Regions from separate parts of the Xenopus laevis genome. Here region 1 is linked to region 2. A link is a contact called in public Hi-C data. All regions are on one chromosome and are shown on one strand. Each heading gives the region's core, a stretch centred on a gene start, on an enhancer-like site or on the middle of the called end of the contact. The rest is flanking DNA. Distances are from core to core; before and after follow the strand shown.

Region 1 (4,089 bases), core at 915-3,414, 58 kb before region 2:
CAACTTAGACAAAGTAAAAATTCATGTAACAAACTAAATGACAAGGTTTCAAGTTAATGCAAGATGTAATATCCTTTTGCATGAAATTAGCGGATATGTGCATGTGTTCATCTACCAATCAAGTATACTGTATAACTACAATGCATAAATATACTGCATACATTCAGTAATGATCGTATCCATGTTCTCAACATTTCTCTAGATAATTATAACAACAATTAAAAAAAAAAATAAGTTTGAACACACACAAATTGCAATAAAGGACCTTTAGCTTGGTATTACAGAGTGAAAAAACATATCTATTTTAAAGTCTTGAGTTTTCTTAACAGGAGACCATACAAAATGTTTTCATATGGAGCCACACTGTGTTTTTTTATTCATTCATGTAACGAATTCCAACCAAAGAAACAGAAGGATAGTATTTTCTTGTGCAAGGTACTGTACTGTGCCAGAATGACCATTTACGTAGTCAGAACTATGACTACTTAAGGAAGTATAGTTATAATTGTAGGGAGATTGTGTATACCTTTCCCATTCTCTGTGCTACTTACAGAGCATTAGCTTGCTCTGTGTTCTGTGCAGGAGAGGTCCTTACTCCTGCGAGCAAACGAGAAGGAAGGTCTGCAAAGGAAGTGCTGGATGTAGAAGCAGGCAGAGAGAAAGTTATTTCTGTAAAATGCTACATTTTGAGAAAGGTATTTCTGTAACATGCTAAATTATCAATTGACATGAAAATCAAATAGGGAACCCAATGGCAGCAAAGTGTTCTTATAGGGTACAAAAAGAAACAACAAAGAATGTTTTTTTATAGGGTACGTAAACACAAAAGTCGTTCTTATTATACAATAGAAATACAATTTTAATCACAAGAGAAGAATATGATCTTTAGTCTTAATTTAAGTAGTGGACATGTTACAGCTAGAGCTATACAATTTAGGCCAATATACAAACAACTTGTTATTTTTGTAGTACTTGTATTGCCAAGAGATACTGCAGAATAGCTTGCACACACTACCTGTAAATTTCCAAATTTGCATGCGTAACCTTCAAAACAGTAAGGAGCAGATATACCAAAATGTGAGATTTGACCTTAACACAGAAAAATTCACCCACTTTTCAAAGAGTTCACTATTTGATAAAAATGCGTATAGCAATCCCACAGGAATGAGTAAAAAGTGGATGACTTTTTCAGTGGTAAGCTATAAACTTATCTTTTGCTAAATCTGCCCCTAGATGTAGCCAATCAATCTCTGGTGCAATAAAACCAAAGCAGAGAGGCCAAAATTGGCCACCCTGTCCATCAATCCAGATGTATGGGCCTACTTGCAATTCTTGCCATTCTGTGAGTGATCCACCATAACTGGACATTGGGTCAGACCCATAAGAATTTTTATCAGATGTATGAGCAGTGATATGAGCAATTACTGATTTGAAGCAAATTGCACAATGTAAAAAGTATTGCTGGTTTACAATTATATATCAATTATATATCAATGTAATATAGACTGCTTATGATTGCAGGGATAAAGCTGTGTAAATGCATATATTCAATTGAAATGAAGCCATGCCACTGGAATAATAGGTTATTCTTACACAAAACCTGTTTGATAAGTACATGAATGTAATTTACAGTCGGTGAAAGCTACATCAACTCTTTAGATCCTGCCAACTTTCTGCACGGATGGGCCCATGCCTATGCATGATAAGTACCCAAGCTTTTCTACTGTTGGGAAATGTTGATTGATGGAAAGGAAAAAAAGAAAAAACAACTCAATCAGCAGGGGTAAAAGTAGAGTACAATTATGAAATATTTCTAGCACAAAATTAAGCTCTTCGAAAGACGTCACTGTCAATTAACTTATACAGACAGTAAATTGAGTCTGCAAAGTAAAAATGCAAATTGCTCTGAGTAAAAACCAAAGACAAAATAACAGAGCAGTTTTTAAAGCATCAAGCAGCAACAAAATAATGAAAAATATGATTATGTTTGATACAACCCTATGTGCAGTAGCTCGCTCCAGTGAGCAGCAACTTACATTGAGCAGCATATAGGAGGAACTGCAATGTTCACGCAATGAACTAAAAAGTCTACAATAGAATAGCTCAGAGTAGCCAGCAAGAGTACTGTTAGGGTAAGGCCACACAAGCAGATTTGGAGAGATTAGTTGCCCCAGCGACAAATCTATTCTTTGGGACGACAATCTCCCTGAACTGCCTTCCCCATGCCCTCCGCCGGCTAAATTGTGCACGTGCCTTCCCCCAGACAAGTTTCATTTTAGCCGGGGGAGGCAGTTCGGGGAGATTGTCGCCCCAAAGAAGAGGAGATTTGCCACTGGGGTGACTTATCTCCCTGAAACGGTTTGTTTGGCCAGACCCTAAAATTTACAACAGTCAATTCTGTGATGTGCAGCTCAGACAGATTCTAACCGTAGTTACAATAGAAGCATTTATATGCAAATTATTTTTACAAAGCATTCTAATTCAAATAATGTTAATGTTATATAAAAACAAGCACCAAATAAAAACACAAGGTGTGTGGGGGTCAGTATCTGGCAACTGTTAAGAATTTCACAGCACTTCATTTATGGATCCACACTGCCCCAAATTTGGGCAATGTGTCTTGCAGTGCATGTTTAGATAGAAGTTGCAGCAGCTGGAGAGCCTACATAAAACAGATGCCAAACAATCCAAAACCCATGAGGTTTTCTCAACAACCATTTAAGCTCCTGGAACTCAAGGTATGGTGAAACTGCTCATGTTTCAACATGTTCTGACAATGTGACCTTTGGAATGTGAACAGTCTGCATGCAAGACATTAAAAATGCTCACACAATAGCTTTCTCACAGCCTTGTCTCAGTTGCTTTGCTTCATGATTCAATCTGCTTTGCATGTAACATTTGCAATGGCGTATAGAAAAAAAGATTTCTCAAAATGAATATTTCTAACTGGAAACTATTAATATACTATTCACACAAAAACATTTAGTATTTCTTAATACTGCTCCAAATGGTTTTCATTTTAAACCCCTGCATTTTGTATGAATTTGTTATGGGGTAGGGGGGTATTTTAATCCTTTTATGGGTGTTTTTTTAGTGATGGGCGAATTTGGGGCGTTTCAGTTCGCTGTAAAATTTGCGAAATTCGTGAAACAACAAAAATGCGCCAGCGTCAAAAAAAAAAAATCGTGTAAATTTGCCGCGAATTTGCGCCTATATTTGTTTAACTTGCCTTTTCAAGTATTGGTTCAACCCTTTCCTTGGTTCTGACTAGTGATTAGTGGGTCTAGAAATCTGACACCTGCCCCCACCTTAACCAGCCCTTAAAGGGATACTGTCATGGGAAAAAAAAAAATTTTTCAAAATGAATCAGCAGAATTCTGCACTGAAATCCATTTCTCAAAAGAGCAAACAGATGTTTTTATATTCAATTTTGAAATCTGACATGGGGCTAGACATATTGTCTATCGAGGATTCGTACAATTTTCGGATCGTGTGTGGAGAGTGCCGACATCTTTTAGTCCGGCGGAGATCGGTCGTTTGGTTTGATTTTGACCCGACCAATCCCGCATCGTAATCGGACCGTTCAGCCACACGACCGAATGTTCCGATTACCGCCCCGATATAGCCATGCTCGTTAATGGCATATCGGGGAAAGATCCGCTCGTTTGCCGATGTCGCCAAACGAGCAGATCTTTGTGTCTATGGCCACCTTTAGAGTGATATCATCCCCCTCCCTTTTTCCCCCCAGCAGCCAAACAAAAGAACAATGAGAAGGTAACCAGATAGCAGCTGCCTAACACAAGATAATAGCTGCCTGGTAGATCTAAGAACAGTACTCAATAGTAAAAACCTATGTCCCACTGAGACACATTCAGTTACATTGAGAAGGAAAAACAGCAGCCTGCCAGAAAGCATTTCTCTCCTAAAGTGCAGGCACAAGTCACATGACTGGGGGCAGCTGGGAAATTGACAAAATGTCTAGCCCCATGTCAGATTTCAAAATTGAATATAAAAAAATCTGTTTGCTCTTTTGAGAAATGGATTTCAGTGCAGAATTCTGCTGGAGTAGCACTATTAACTGACATGTTT
Region 2 (4,264 bases), core at 674-3,173:
GCAGAAACACACTAACCAAAAGGATTTTATTTAAGTGCCTAACTTCATTTTCAGTTATTTATCAGATAGCCCTAAAATGGTTAGAATACAGATCACTGTGCACCCCCATTAACTTGCTATTTGGATGTCCAGTGCTAGGTCAGAGACTACATACGCATTTGTTTAGCAAGAAGCACAGACTATATACACATCAAGAAGGCAAGTAAAGGGCCACAAAACTAATCTATAAATTCCCTAGGATAGGGAACACCCTATGCACTTAAGTTTGCTTGGGACTTTTATGGGCCATGAAAAGAAGATAGGACAGCAAATGTCACCACCCTCCAACTAGAACAAAAATAAAACAAATATTTACTGTTAATTCCATTCACTGTATTTGCCTGAAAGCAACAAGTTACCACCGGTTTAAAACAAAAAAAGGTTACCATTTTGCAGAAACAAAAAAAACAAAAACATCAACCATAACTTCTACATATCACCCACAACATCATGTTAGAAGACCTAACACAATCCTGCTAGCCATTAGCCAGCACAGAACATCTGCAGGCATGTGAATAGCAGTGGATCAAGTGATCAGTACCCACCCTTTCCAGGACATCAGACTAAAAGATTACTGGTTAGCTACGGTCAGCCTTTAGAATGCTCAGTGCCATGACAGCAATTTGAGCTGTAGCTTCTGCCAAACAGGAACAAGCTACAACTAGCAGGACTACATTGGGACCCTGGAGATGTATTCTAAGAGCTACCAATATAAACCCATCACATGCAAGTGTTTCAAACATCCTCAGAATGAATATGAATGAAATACATGCAGTATATATATGCAGATGAGCTTTGAATTCAGTGATTGTAATAATGAAGATCTCATGATGTAGCCTACAGACAGACTCCCCTATGATCCCTACACGAGCCGTCTGATCGCATGCATCTGTATGCAACGAAAGAGCTGTTATAGCCAACAGGCTGCCGTTTCTTCCAAACAATCGTCTTCTGTACAAACAATAGCAGCCGTGTAATATCCCATATGAACAAGCCTAAACCCAAATGCTCATAAGCTAAAGAGTAAAACAATTCTATTATTTGAAACAAAGCAGAAGTGTCAGCACATTCCTGAAATAGACTTTATGAACCAGGTAACTCCCAAGGCAGGTGGTGCGAGGATGTCACCGTGGGAAAGGAGCGACTAGTCAGGGACCGGGCAGCACTTCTCTCACACACGTCCCTGCAGGGAAGAGCGATTCTTGCCTCCACCTCCTTCCCAAGCTCAAAGGTGGCCAATAGTTCCCATTAAAGAGGTCACTTTGGGAAGACCAGTTGCTAAGCCAAAGGACCCCAGACAAGCAGGCAGCAGTACAACTCAGCAGCACAGATGAGCAGGAAGGAAGGTGACTGAGTGGGGAATATGGTGCAAAGCGCTGGCCGACACTCCAGCCAACAGGTGCTATGACAAGATAGCCTAAAAATAAGAGCGGCATTTGTGAGCAACTCACCCAAGTCTCCTGCTTGGCTCTGCTCTCCGCCGATTTCCCGGAATCAATGGAGACGCTGAGAGAAACCTAGTACAGCTCCGCGCCCCGACCCCCCGGCCCTCACTGTGTCCATATCAGACGCGCACAGCCTTCCCAGCCGACTCCCTAGCACTGAGCGCCGAGAAGAGACACACCTGTGGGCGCTGCGCACATCCGCTCCCAGCACAATACCAGAAACAGGAAGCAGGGAAAAAAAAGGCAGAATAACAGGGAGAGAGCGAGAGTCCTCCCCTCCGAGCCGGCTGCGGAGGATCAGATTTCACACTGCCTGGGAGCTTTGAAGGAATGGGAGGGGGTGATAGAGGCGCTGGATTATAGGAGGGGTGCAAAGGAATTCCACTGGCCACCAGGCATTCGCCACGGGCTATGACTGGCTTCGCTGGAATTCCATCAGCATGCCTTGTCACTAGCTACAATAGGCCCTTCCAAATATAGCAGCCTATGCCCTCACTCTGGCGTTGCGCTGCCACTTACACTACAAGCTGCATTTTCACTTCTTTAGGCACTACAATACCCGGCATGCCCTGAGTTCTAGTTGGAAAACAATGCATGAGTGCACTAGGCTGTAGCAATTGCTCATACGCGGAGTCTTTAAAGGGGTGGTTCAACTTTAAGGTAACTTTTATTTTGTTATAGAACGGCTAATTTCAAGAAACTTTTCAAATGGTTTTCATTATTTATTTTTTTATAGTTATTTGTTTTTTTTCTTCTGGCCAAGTGTATCGTGGTCTGAGCTAGGGTTTGCCAACTGGCCGGTATTTTACCGACCTGGCCTGTAAAAATGATGGTTGATCCCAATGTTATTAATAGGGAAAAAAGATAAATATATAGGAAGGCCGGTATTTTTTTCTAGAAAAGGTGGCAACCCTAGTCTGAGCCCACCATGTCTCAATAAAGGCATTTTAAGCAAAGAAATCTAAGATTGGTGCTATCAATATTTGAAAGTTCTTCCGGCTCTTTGCAGCTTTTAATTGGTGTACTTGACTCCAGTGTGTCTGCGCAGGAGCACAAAAAGTAGAAAAAAAGTAGGAGAGTCGGCGGGGGTAGGCGACAGAGGAGGTACGTGCCTGGTGCCCCCCCAGCTTTGTGCCCTAGGCCCGTGCCTACTCAGCCTACCCCTTGGCCTGGCCCTGCTTGACTCCTTTCTAAAAAATAAATGCTCTGTAAAGCTACACATGTATTGTTATTAGGGATGCACCGAATCCACTATTTTGGATTCGGCCGAACCCCCTCGGCTAAGGATTCGGCTGAATATCGAACCGGATCCGAACCCTAATTTGCATATGTAAATTAGGGGTGGGTAGGGGGAAACTTTTTACTTCCTTGTTTTGTGACAAAAAGTCACACGATTTCCCTCCCTGCCCCTAATTTGAATATGTAAATTAGGGTTCGGATTCGGTTCGGCCGGGCAGAAGGATTCGGCCGAATCCTGCTGAAAAAGGCAAAATCCTGGTCAAATCCCGAACCGAATCCTGGATTCTGTGCATCCCTAATTGTTATTGTTACTTTTTATTAACAATCCTTCTATTCAGGCCCTCTCCTATTCATATTCCAGTCTCTTATTCAAATCAATGCATGGTTGCTTGGGTAATTTGGACCCGCGTTACCAGATTGGTAAATAACTCAAAAACTACAAATAAAAAATGAAAACCAATTGCAAATTGTCTCAGAATATCACTCTCTACATCATACTAAAAGTTATCTCAAAGGTGAACAACCCCTTTTAAACACTTTAGTGTACAGGGGCGCTCCACCAATGAGGCGAGTTGAGGTACTCGCCTCAGGCGGCAGCGCCCCACTGGTTGCCAGGGGTGGCAAAAATGCCGGTCCTGGTAACTAAGAGCCGAATTTCTGCTTTTTAACCCGGAAATTTGGCTCTTCTAGTGCAGAGATCGCAATTGCACTCTCTGCACTAGCGACGTGGACCGACCCCTCGAGCGAGCCATGGACCGCCCTCGACCCCCTCCTGCGCTGAAGATGGTGAGTGCCTTGAGGAGGGGTGGGGGCGGTAAAAGGAAGGTCGCCTCAGGCGGCAAAATGACCAGGATCGCCCCTGTTAGTGTATCATGAAGGAGCGCAGGCTACAAAATATCATATATCATACATATCGTTTCAGTATGCTGTAATGTGAAGTCACATTAACTATATATAAGTCCATACTAATGTACATACCTCACAAAATCACAATACGAACGTTTAGAAAGGTAACTGGGCAAGCTGTATTGAAACCAAGGGGCTGGAGGATCAATTCCAGCCAGGCCACTATCTGCAAGAAGTTTATTATGTCTCTCCCCCCCATGTCTGTGTGGCTTTTCTCCCACACTCCACCCATATGCAAGAAGTTTAATTTGCTTCTGATAACATTTACCACAGTATGTGATGGAGGGGTTGACTTGAATAATGTATAATCTAAGTAACACACTGTAAACACACTGCTAAAAAAAAGGAGAATAATAATGCCTTGTTAAGATTTACAAATGTGATTTTCATCGGGTTATGAAAATGAAACATAAACCTGTGAGGGGAAAAAATGATTATTGCAGATGTAATAGAAAAGCTGATCTCTTTGTTGAACCTCAAAGAACTTTTTTAAAGGGGCATTTATGATGATGGACAGCTGACCTCCCACAGTGCTCTATCCTGAGGGTGAGTGCCACAGGTCATGCTACTCTGTTTTATTTTCTTTGTATGTCTGGAAACAGCAGTAAGTGATGGGCTAAGAATAAACAACCACT

The links. A called contact is a pair of places that touch in the nucleus more often than the background predicts.
Region 1: a Hi-C map of the XL177 cell line shows a contact between it and region 2, with 1.6 times the contacts expected there. The contact joins the enhancer-like site here to the promoter of plxnb2.L in region 2.

What each region holds. Positions count from the first base shown.
Region 1 is chr3L:77,982,041-77,986,129 of Xenopus_laevis_v10.1, reverse strand. The region is part of intron 5 of plxnb2.L (plexin-B2); the gene reads right to left. Among protein-coding and RNA genes, the nearest start is that of plxnb2.L, 58 kb to the right of the region's middle. Within about 2 kb of position 2,164, at least 3 of the 7 cell types and tissues checked have an H3K27ac peak or open chromatin away from gene starts, as enhancers often do.
Region 2 is chr3L:77,923,268-77,927,531 of Xenopus_laevis_v10.1, reverse strand. plxnb2.L (plexin-B2) reads right to left here and starts at 1,923. Exons shown (of 41, transcript XM_041586424.1): 1 at 1,491-1,923.